Linked DNA regions of Zea mays: region 2 is linked to region 1. Evidence: chromatin contacts called from public Hi-C data. All regions are on one chromosome and are shown on one strand. Each heading gives the region's core, a stretch centred on a gene start, on an enhancer-like site or on the middle of the called end of the contact. The rest is flanking DNA. Distances are from core to core; before and after follow the strand shown. Region 1 holds the start of LOC103638194 (protein MEI2-like 2). Region 2 holds the start of LOC100283057.

Evidence for each region. A called contact is a pair of places that touch in the nucleus more often than the background predicts.
Region 2: a contact with region 1 is called in a Hi-C map of ear, with 3 times the contacts expected there. The contact joins the promoter of LOC100283057 here to the promoter of LOC103638194 in region 1. A contact is called at or near these places in 3 of 25 Hi-C or Micro-C datasets (ear, leaf mesophyll and tassel) and 2 of 3 datasets of contacts at active chromatin or transcription factors (leaf and seedling).

Annotation. Positions count from the first base shown.
Region 1 is chr9:30,612,067-30,617,434 of Zm-B73-REFERENCE-NAM-5.0, reverse strand. It overlaps LOC103638194 (protein MEI2-like 2), which reads right to left and starts at 3,965. Exons shown (of 13, transcript XM_008661186.3): 1 at 3,655-3,965; 2 at 3,002-3,063; 3 at 2,777-2,932; 4 at 1,787-2,253; 5 at 1,510-1,668; 6 at 1,312-1,428; 7 at 1,065-1,216; 8 at 511-605; 9 at 1-401. The coding sequence starts at 3,035. It also overlaps the pseudogene LOC103639860.
Region 2 is chr9:30,852,136-30,857,501 of Zm-B73-REFERENCE-NAM-5.0, reverse strand. LOC100283057 reads left to right here and starts at 3,906. Exons shown (of 5, transcript NM_001371897.1): 1 at 3,906-4,102; 2 at 4,180-4,421; 3 at 4,509-4,695; 4 at 4,764-4,919; 5 at 4,994-5,181. The coding sequence starts at 3,989. The coding sequence ends at 5,047. LOC100383571 reads right to left here. Exons shown (of 6, transcript NM_001176219.1): 6 at 5,360-5,366.

The DNA of each region.
Region 1 (5,368 bases), core at 2,716-5,215:
GTACAAGAATCCTTGGCCCTGAGTGCGACTGCTGGATGACAATGCAGATCCGATTCCTGGTGGATGCCAAATAGGGGATTTTGAATGTTCTGAATATGGCTTTGGACTGCCCCAGAGAAACTGGGGCCCTGATAAAGTCCCAGGACTAGAACTCATGTGTTCACTGTTGTGATCTTGGTATGAGTGGGAGTGCTGAAATGCAGCTCCCACGGACTGGTTACCATTTGAAAACACTTGATCATACTTAGACCGGTTGCTATCCTTGCCAATAGGAGCAATCTTTGGAGCATTTGAAATCAGGGAAGGAATTCCGATAGGACTCATTCCATTTCCAGTTGGAGATCTGGTGAAAGCTTGCAGCATATTGCTATCTGTTGGACTACTGTACTGAGCCCATGCCCCTGCCACAAGGATTAGGGAAAAAAACTTAATTAATTTTTATATACAGGGGGATTGACTCCAAAATACATGGGGACAGCGTTATACAAAAACTAGTTCCAACAGAAGTACCTGGAGGAGAGTTAGCAATAGGTGAACCAACATGAGAATGTCTGTAGGTTCTTGGCTCTTCTTGGTCCAAATCGTGACCAAGTTGCTGCATCAAGCTAAGTCATAAGAAAACAAAAAAAAATATCAGATCAGTAAACTACATTAGAAAAAATTTAAAAATATCAGATCAGTAATGATCAGTAAACTACATGGGAAAAATTGACATGTAGGAAAAGTAAGTGAAACAGCATGGTGCCAAAAAACTCAATTTCAGACATGTAGATTCACACACATTAAATGACTCAGGAAGGAGTAAAGAAACGGACAATTTAAATTGCAAGTGAATTATTCAAAATAAAGTTAGCCGGCACTGCACTATACATCTAACTTGCAAGCTTATCAGAATCATAAGAATGTGGCACCCAGAACCACAGCAAAATGACAGCTCCAGCAATATATATATATATATATATATATATATATATATATATATATATATATATATATATATATACAGAATATTGGTGAGAAACTGTAACAAGCAAATAGCCTTGAAAACTAAATCAGAGTCATACTTTCTGCGTGTTCCACCAGGACGACTTGGTTCCAACTTGATTCGTTTTCCAGCTATCTCACTTTTATTCAGTGACCGAAGAGCAGCCTCTGCTGCTCTTACATCATAGAACTCAATAAACTTATGGTGTTTCTTGTTTGGTGTCTCTCTTATCTGCAGATGAAAAGTAGAAGACAAAGCACCGTCAGCATGAATAGGGAAGGAGCATCAAAAGCAGAATGAAGGGAGACAATACTTTGCATGCTAACCTCCTTTACTTCACCATATGCCCCAAAAATCTGGCGAACCTCTTCATTAGAAACCGACGGATCCAAGTTAAAAATAACAAGAGTTCCCTGGTTCAAATCTTTGTCAGATGGATTCTCCTGCAAAATCAAACACAACGATCATTCCAAGAAGTAATTTTGTTGGTGTGTCTGATAAATAAAACCGAAACAACAAACAACCTTTGGGATGGAAAAATGAATGTCCAGCTTTCTCCTCCTCAGAGGTTTGTTCTGCAATGCGCGCATTGCATTCCGTGCAGCTCTGATATCAAAATAAGATATCATTACAAAGCCCCTGTGCTTTGTTGCAGTGTAAAGGGTCCGGATGTCCCCATATTGCTGAAATAACAATAGACCACAACGAGATTCAACTTTTCAGTAACAGAGAAATACATGAAGGGGTCAAAATCATAATCATAAATGTTATGAAGATATTTACAATCACTGCAGTTGATACCTCAAACAAAGATCGCAGTTCAGAGTCCTCGACATTGCTATTGATGTTCCTTACAAACAAGGTCCTCGAAGGGTGCTCTCCAAACGGGTGCTCCCCAGCCACAGTTCCTACAGTGCTTGGGACACCAAAAGGGTTGATGCTATTGCATCTAGCCCCGTCGACAATACTTGAATTTGCAAAACCAACTGTGATGCTCTCCACAGGGTCAATGTCCAGCTCCATGCCCCCTCCATTGCCAAACACATCAAACTCCTCCAATTCCTCCGTGGTATTTGTCTGCGCAACGGGCTCAGTCTCATCAGTGATCCCCGCGAAAAACTCATCTTCATCTGGCAACAAGTCATCTATCTGCCGAAGATCAAAATCAAATTTGTAGTCCTTCTCATCAGGATCATTAGCCAGGACTTTCATTTTGGTCAAAGTGTCATCCATTGGTGGGGTACCATGAGAAGAATCAGCAAAGATCACTGAAAGAAATGGCTGGAGATGTCATCAGAAATATAAAAAAACATTGTCAACATGTACTAATATTCAAAATGGTAGATTTGTGAGACTTCTGATGCATCGAATTTGCAATAAATCGAAAGGAAAAAGAAACGGGGGCGTGACTACAGAACAATTTATTATATAGGAATTAATCGCCCTAAGATCATCTGCTCCCTCTCGCACATTTAATTTACCACTCCCTGGCACCCATCGGTCAATTTCCAATAGCCAGAAAATCATGTTTACCCATGTGCAAAGATACTCAATAGGCATCCACTGGTCAATTTCCCATAGGCAGAAAATCATGTTGACCCATGAGCAAATATACTCAATAGGCATCCACTGGTCAATTTCTCATAGGCAGAAAATCGTGTTCATCCATGAGCAAAGATACTCGATAGGGCAGTAAAGTTGTCGCGCTCTCCGCACATGAGCATTTGGCTAGAAACTTGGTATGGCTCAAGTGCATTATTAATTTATGACGATGAAAAGCAGAACACATACACTTTTCATGAGGAAGAACCGGCAGCGAGGTTGAGAAGAGGCTTGTATCGCCACCAAAACCAGCGCGAGCATTGAGCAGCGGTGGCAGAGGGGCCCTCCAAGGGTTGTTATTTGCGGCCATCTGTGGTGGCTTTGAGGCGGCAGGCACGGCAAGACCTGGTACAATGTTACAAAGTTAGAGCAACCGCATTGAGAAATACAGCGTGATTGTCGTGGAACATGAACCTGGTGGATTGGAAGAATCTGACGATCGATCCATTACAGCATTGGCATTGCGCAGAAGATACCTGCACAGAAAGGGTTGAGCATATGTCGTCGTCTGTCATTTACTCATTTGGGTTGGGTCGTGCGCACAAGAATCTGATAGAAGGGTATTGAGACGAAGTTTGAACTAAGGTGAATGGGGGGCGAAAGGGGTTTTATTATTATTATTTTGTTTGGGTTTGGCACGGGAGGGATAGTCAAACATGCAAGAAAGGATTTGGATAGACGCAACAAGGAGTTTGACCCAGAAATAGCGATGAGGAATACGGAAGCAATCGAATCCAATCGCACAAGATGGGTCCGGTGCGATGAATCTAGACATAAACACAAAGGCACATGCAGGTGCGCGGCGGAAGTGAAGGGATAGATCGGGTAGTGGCAAGGATTAGGAGCAAAAGAACCGAGGAGGACGAACAGTGTGGTACAGGTAGGTGTAGTAGTGACTGAAGCTGATAAGAGGAAGGATTTGCGTTGTCCCTTGGCGGGGTTGCGGTTGCGGCTGAGGGAGAGAGGACTGACAATCGGCAGAGCAATCTCATCATGTGTGCATGCATCATCACCAGAAAGGGGGGAAAAAGAGAAGAAAGAGAAACGGAGGGAAGATAACAACTCACCAGAGCAGAGCAGGTGGAGGCGGAACCCTAACAGCAGAAGTGGAAGAAATCGGAAGGTTTCGCCCTTGTTGGCGGCGGCGACGGCGGCGGAGAGAGAGGAGAGGTGCGGCGGACGAAATCAATCGCTGTTGCCGCCGATTGTGTCTCTCCTTCCTTGCATTCCTTTCCTTTCCTTTCCTTTCGTTTCCCTAGTCGTAGTTGGGTTTTATAAAGGGGAGAGACACCCCAACACAACACACAAGGAGAAAGAAGGAAGAAAGCGGAGGAGGATGCTGCTCTCCCTCCCTCCACGGCAGCCGCTACACGTACAAAAACTGTTTTTTCTCGTTTAATATACGTATTAATTATATATACTATATACGGCAGGCAGAATAATAAGTAATAATATACTCTGATGATGAGTAGAACAAATAAAATAAGAAAGAAAAAGGAGAGAAAGAAATCCATTGGTGGATTGCGACATGACAGGTGCGATGATTGGTGTGAGCCTGGCCCTGTACTGGACCGCCCGCGCTCCTCTCATCCTCACGTCACGTGCGCCTTCCACTCCTCCGCTGCTCCATGAGCATGCAAGTGGCGGGCCCAGACAAACCCAAGTAGGTCCCACCTGTCAGTGACGCCGACGTCACAACATTCTAATCTCCCCAACTCTAGGAATGCTACCCTACTCTCCCCTATCCATATGCATTTCTCATAAATAAATTAATTTATATGTCGCCAAACTATCTAAGTGATGCATTTCACCAAGAGTAAAAAAAACTCTCTCTTGACCTACCTAAGGGTAATGAGGAGAAATTTGGAATTTTGCCATTATGAAAACTGGACTTCGCTGGATTGCCATTAAATTTGTGGGTTTCGTTCAAGTGCCATTATCAACCAAGGCACATACGCTGAAATGCCTTATGGCTATTTAATAAAAAGAAAAACCAATTTAATTGGGTCAGAGAGGGCGCACGGACTCATTTGCCCTTCTCTTCTCCGTTTCTCTGCTTCGCCGCTCCGCTCAGCCATCTGGTACTTGCCCGGCTCGTGCGACACGATCCGCGACTTCGTGGACGTGGCCTTCTGCGCGTTGCAACTGGGGTCCGTGCCGGGCGCCGCCTCCGCGGACCGGCATGGCCGGCATGGCCACCTTCTGATGGCGGCGGACCTGGCGGCCGCGAGCAGGGCCTCGGCGCATGACGTCGCGGCGGGGATGGCGCGGCGCAAGGGCGAGGGCGGGGACCCGGCCGCGCGGGACCCGCTGGAGGCGTGCAGCATCCTGTACGGCGCGACGTCCGTGCTCGCGCTGCGCCTCATGCGCGGCTATGTGGCGGCGCGCGCTGCTGCCATTCACGGGTCAGGCTGGGATCGGGTGCGATGCCACGCTCACGGGCTCCGCGCCGGCCAAGTACCGGATTGCCGCCGCCAACCGCGAGTTCGACCAGCTCTCCACCATGGCCACCACGCTCCTCAATAAGCTCGCCTAGATCCGGCGCCGCGCTATGGCACTCCTGCGCCCCTCCACGCCGGTCAAGTACCGGATGGCTGAGCGGAGCGACGAAACGAAGAAGAGAAGGGCAAATGAGTCCGTGCGCCCTCTCTAACCCAATTAAATTGGTTTTTCTTTTTGTTAAATAGCCAAAAGGCATTTCAGCGTATGTGTCTTAGTTGATAATGGCACTTGAACGAAACCCACAAATTTAATGGCAATCCAGCGAAGTCCAGTTTTCAT
Region 2 (5,366 bases), core at 2,657-5,156, 240 kb before region 1:
CGCGTGCGCCCGGTGTAGACCGAGGCTTCCCGCATGGATCGGGAAGTCGCGGCATGAGGTTCCGAGGGATATCCTTGCCTTCGGGATGCAGTGCTCTCGGCCCGCCGGGCCGCGGCGCCTTCCAGGAGATTCTTGAGTTCTCCCTGGATCCGCCGACCCTCGGTGGTTGACGGCTCCGGCATCGCGCGGATGAGCATTGCTGCGGTTGCCAGGTTCTGACCGACCCCGCCGGATGCGGGCGGCGGCCTGATCCTGACGTCGTTGGCGACGCGGTGCTGGAGACCTTGGGGCAGATGACGTATTTCTCCGGCCAGGGGTTGGCCCACCCATGCCTGTCCGACGTCCCGACGGATCGGCTCAAGCGCTCCCGTTCCCTCGTTGAGCCTGGCCTGCGCCTCGCGGACTTGCTCGAGTTGTGGGTCGTAACCCCCCGCCGGAGCGGGGACCACAGCTAGCTCCCGTGGGATGTCGGCGCGAGGCACCGGCCTAGGGAGATCACCATCCTCCGGCATGCCAAGATGGTTGCCTTCGGTGGGATTCCCTAGCTCGATGTGGAAACATTCGTGGCTTGGGCCGCAGCTCTCGTCGCCAAGGCTGCGGCTTGCATCGGAACAGTCGGACAGACAGTAGTCACATGCGGCCATGAAGTCCCGCACGGCACTGGGGTTGCCAAGTCCGGAGAAATCCCAACCGATGCTGGGATCGTCATCTTCCTCGGACCCAGAGGGCCCGTAGGTCGAGACGTCCGTCAGTCGGTCCCAAGGCGATCGCATACAGAACCTCAGTGGGGTTGCACTCGCCTCAATGAGAGCGCCCGCCAAATCGAGGTCGTTTGGCGGGTGGAGGCCGAGTCGAAATGACGCAAGATGGGAGTTAGTCGTTACCTTTTGGTCGACGAGGAGCGACGTAGTCACATCGGGGACTGGTTGCGCCGTCATCTCTGGTTCGAGGGCGACGTCCTGCAGGCTTTCCGCGAGCGCGCCGGCGTCGTCTTCTTGCTCGGGGTCGTCGTGCCGCGGGGGGACGACGCTTGCCTCCGTCTTGAACGCGAGGTCGATGTCCGGCGTGCCTTCCGTCGGGGCGTCGGGGGCGTCGATTCGCTCGACGGCCGGCGAAGCGCGGCCTCCCGTCTGGCCTTGATGGCCCCGCCTCCTCCTCCGTTGGCGGGGGAGAGAACGGAGCGAGCCCGAATGTTGCTTTTCCACCACGCGGGGTAGACGTCGTCGATTCCGCCGCCGGCGGGCGGGTTGTCGGCCGCCATTGTCGTGGTCGCACGGCGGTGGAAGAAGTATCATGTCGTTGCTGCCGTCGAAGGACATGAACTCGAGAGCCCCGAAACGAAGCACCGTCCCGGGCCGGAGAGGTTGCTGGAGACTGCCCATCTGGAGCTTGACGGGGAGCTATTCGTCAGCACGCAGCAGGCCCCTACCTGGCGCGCCAACTGTCGGCGTTTCGAGACAGGGGGGTCCCTAAGCCGACGAGTGAGTGTGCTGCGTGCCCCAGCCCAGATGGGTCGAGCGCGTGGGCGAGCGCGGAGGGGGGAGAGGCGAGGCGGCCGGAGCCGAGCGTGAGAGAGGTGGAAGTCCCGCGGCCTTCGTGTTCGTCCCGCGCCCAGGTCAGGTGCGCTTGCAGTAGGGGGGTTACAAGCGTCCACGCGGGTGAGGGAAGCGAGCGGCCCCAAGAGAGCGCCTGTCCCGTCCTCGGTCCCGCGCGGCCAACCTTCTCTGAGAAGGCCCTGGTCCTTCCTTTTATAGTCGTAAGGAGAGGACCCAGGTGTACAATGGGGATGTAGCAGAGTGCTACGTGTCTAGCGGAGGGAGAGCTAGTGCCCTAGGTACATGCCGATGTGGCAGCCGGAGAGATCTGGGCATCCTGCTGGCGTGATGTCGTGGCTATCGGTGGTGCGGCGGAGCCTGATGGAGGGACAGCTGTTGGAGCGGTCGAGTCCCTGCTGACGTTGTCCTGCTGCCGTAAGAGAGCTGGGGGCCGCCGTCGTCATAGAGCTCGTGGAGCGCCATCATTGCCCCTCTGGCGGAGCTGGCCGGACGAGACGCCGGTCTTGTTCTCCGTGACCCGAGTCGATTCGGGGTAGGGTGATGATGACGTTTCCTGTTGACGTGGCGGTCTGTGCTCTAGGCAGGGCGACGTGGGGTTTCCTCTGAAGCCGAGGTTGAGTCTTGCCTTCAGTTGCCGTGGCCGAGCCCGAGCCAGGGGGTCGGGCGAGGCGGAAGTCGTCCGGTCGAGGCCAGGGCGGAGTCCGAGCCCTGGGGTCGGGCGAGGCGGAGTTTCGTCGTCTTCCGGGTCTTAGCCTGAGTCCGAGCCCTGGGGTCGGGCGGAGCGGAGTTCGCCGTCTTCCGGGTCTTAGCCCGAGTCCGAGCCCTGGGGTCGGGCGGAGCGGAGTTCGCCGTCTTCCGGGTCTTAGCCCGAGTCCGAGCCCTGGGGTCGGGCGGAGCGGAGTTCGCCGTCTTCCGGGTCTTAGCCCGAGTCCGAGCCCTGGGGTCGGGCGGAGCGGAGTTCGCCGTCTTCCGGGTCTTAGCCCGAGTCCGAGCCCTGGGGTCGGGCGGAGCGGAGTTCGCCGTCTTCCGGGTCCTAGCCCGAGTCCGAGCCCTGGGGTCGGGCGGAGCGGAGTTCGCCGTCTTCCGGGTCTTAGCCCGAGTCCGAGCCCTGGGGTCGGGCGGAGCGGAGTTCGCCGTCTTCCGGGTCTTAGCCCGAGTCCGAGCCCTGGGGTCGGGCGGAGCGGAGTTCGCCGTCTTCCGGGTCCTAGCCCGAGTCCGAGCCCTGGGGTCGGGCGGAGCAGAGTTCGCCGTCTTCCGGGTCCTAGCCCGAGTCCGAGCCCTGGGGTCGGGCGGAGCGGAGTTCGCCGTGGCGCCTTTGGCAAGGCCTAATTGCCTGTCAGACTCACTCTGTCGAGTGGCACTGCAGTCGGAGTGGCGCAGGCGGCGCTGTCCTTCTGTCAGACTGGCCAGTGGAGCGGTGGAGTGACGGCGGTCACCTCGGCTCTGCCGGGGGCGCGTGTCAGGATAGAGGTGTCAGGCCACCTTTGCGTTAAATGCCCCTGCAATTTGGTCAGTCGGTGTGGTGATTTAGTCAAGGTTGCTTCTGAGCGAAGCCAAGGCCTTGGGCAAGCCGGTGATGTGTCCGCCATAAAAAGGGGGCCTCGGGCGAGACGGAAGTCTCTCGAGGTCGGCTGCCTTCGGCCGAGGCTAGGCTCGGGTGAAGCGTGATCGAGTCACTCGTGTGGACTGATCCCTGACTTAATCGTGCCCATCAGGCCTTTGCAGCTTTATGCTGATGGGGGTTACCAGCTGAGAATTAGGCGTCTTGAGGGTACCCCTAATTATGGTCCCCGACAGATTTGTTTCAGAAATTTCTTCTAACTTATTTGAATCACATATACATCCTCTTGATCGCTGAAAACTCCTTTGCAGGGAAGCACTGGAGGGCAGATGCAATGGGCGCAAAACACCAAGAAAGCAGGAAATGCATACACAAAAATAGATGTCATTTCTTCTTGTCTACTCCATGGCAGAATATATGCATTGTTTTGTTTCATGTGCACTTATCGAATAACTTGTGTGCCATCGCATACTCACAAGTCTTGTTTGTTGCAATGTAGTGATAAAATAGCTAGACTAAAATAACAAATTTATGTATGGCTAGGATCACAAATTAATTACAAAATATTTTCTCATAACAGTATAACACACATTTATACATGAGTTGTTACGGTATTATATGTTTCCGTTGCAACGTAGGGTCACTCACCTAGTATTGATATATGAATATACAAATAAGCCGTAGTGGAAAGTGTGATGTTGGGCCAAGCCTGAAAGCAAAGAGTGGGCCGGGTGGCCAGGACCAACGACTTTTCCATAGTCGTGCTCGTCTTCGTCCACCTCCCGACCCGACTGAGTAGCAAGCAATTCTCCAAATTAGGGTTTCTTTCCGCTTGCTTTCCAGTTTGCGGCATCAGTCGGTGGCGCCTGCGATGGAGTCTCTGTTCGGCCAATCGCAGCGGAGGAGGAGGGCGGGCGGCAGCGGCTTCGAATCGCTCAAGCGTCTGGGTCACATCTCACCCGCTGTGCAGTCCCACCTCAAACATGCAAGCCCCTCGTCTCCTTCTCCAATCCCGGCTCTCTTCTCACGCTTGGCTTTAGCTGATCCCGTTCCCGACTGCAGGTGTACCTCACCCTATGCTCCGCGCTGGCCTTCTCTGCACTCGGCGCGTACCTCCACATCCTCCTCAACGTCGGAGGCGCCCTCACGACCGTGGGATGCGTGGCCTCCATCGCCTTCCTCATCTCCCTGCCCGCTTCACGGGACCAGGAGAGGAACCGCTTGGCGCTGCTCATGTCTGCCGCGCTCCTTCAAGGCGCGTCCGTTGGTCCGCTCGTCGACCTTGTTATTGACTTGGATTCGAGGTCAATCGTCGTCACTCATCCATTACATTACACAAGAATGATGAGCTGTGGTCTGCTTTGTTGATGAAACTGCATCTCATGTACCAGGATTCTCGTCACTGCGTTCGTCGGGACCGCAGTTGCTTTTGCATGCTTCTCTGGCGCTGCCATCATCGCCAAGCGCAGGGAATACCTGTACCTCGGCGGTCTGCTTTCATCTGGCCTCTCCATTCTTCTCTGGCTGCAGTTTGCTACTTCAATCTTTGGCCACACCAGCGCGACCTTCATGTTTGAGGTGATGGGAACAAATCTGAAGCTGTAATAAGAAAGCATGCAACCAAGCTGACCGACTACTAGCTGCAGCTCTACTTTGGCCTCCTGGTTTTCCTGGGATATATGGTGTTTGACACCCAGGAGATCATCGAGAGGGCGCACCGTGGGGACATGGACTACATCAAGCACGCGCTGACTCTCTTCACCGACTTTGTTGCGGTTCTTGTTCGAATCCTTGTCATCATGGTGAGTGAGTGAGTGAGTGGGCATGCTGTCTCAGGAAATGATTGGTATGGTTGATTCCTTGGTTGATTTTGCAGATGAAGAATGCACAGGAGAAATCCCAAGACGAGAAGAAGAGGAAGAAGCGGTAGCTGCTGAATGAATTGGATGACATATGTTGTTGTGGTCACTACTTCATAGTACCGTGTACTCCTATCCTATTGTACTAATAATAATAATAGTAAGACGAAAGATGACTGCTGGGAATGAATATTTGGTTCTGCTATTTTTGTGTTGATTTTCTACTGATGATGGATGAGCTTGCTGGTGTTGATTTGCGGGCCTCCTGAGCTGCGAACAAGCAAGCATGACATGATGTAGCAGCAGCAGAGATTTCCATGGGGTATGAACATGACAATATGACATGATAATAACTGAATAAATATGTGGAACACTCACACCTTGCAACAC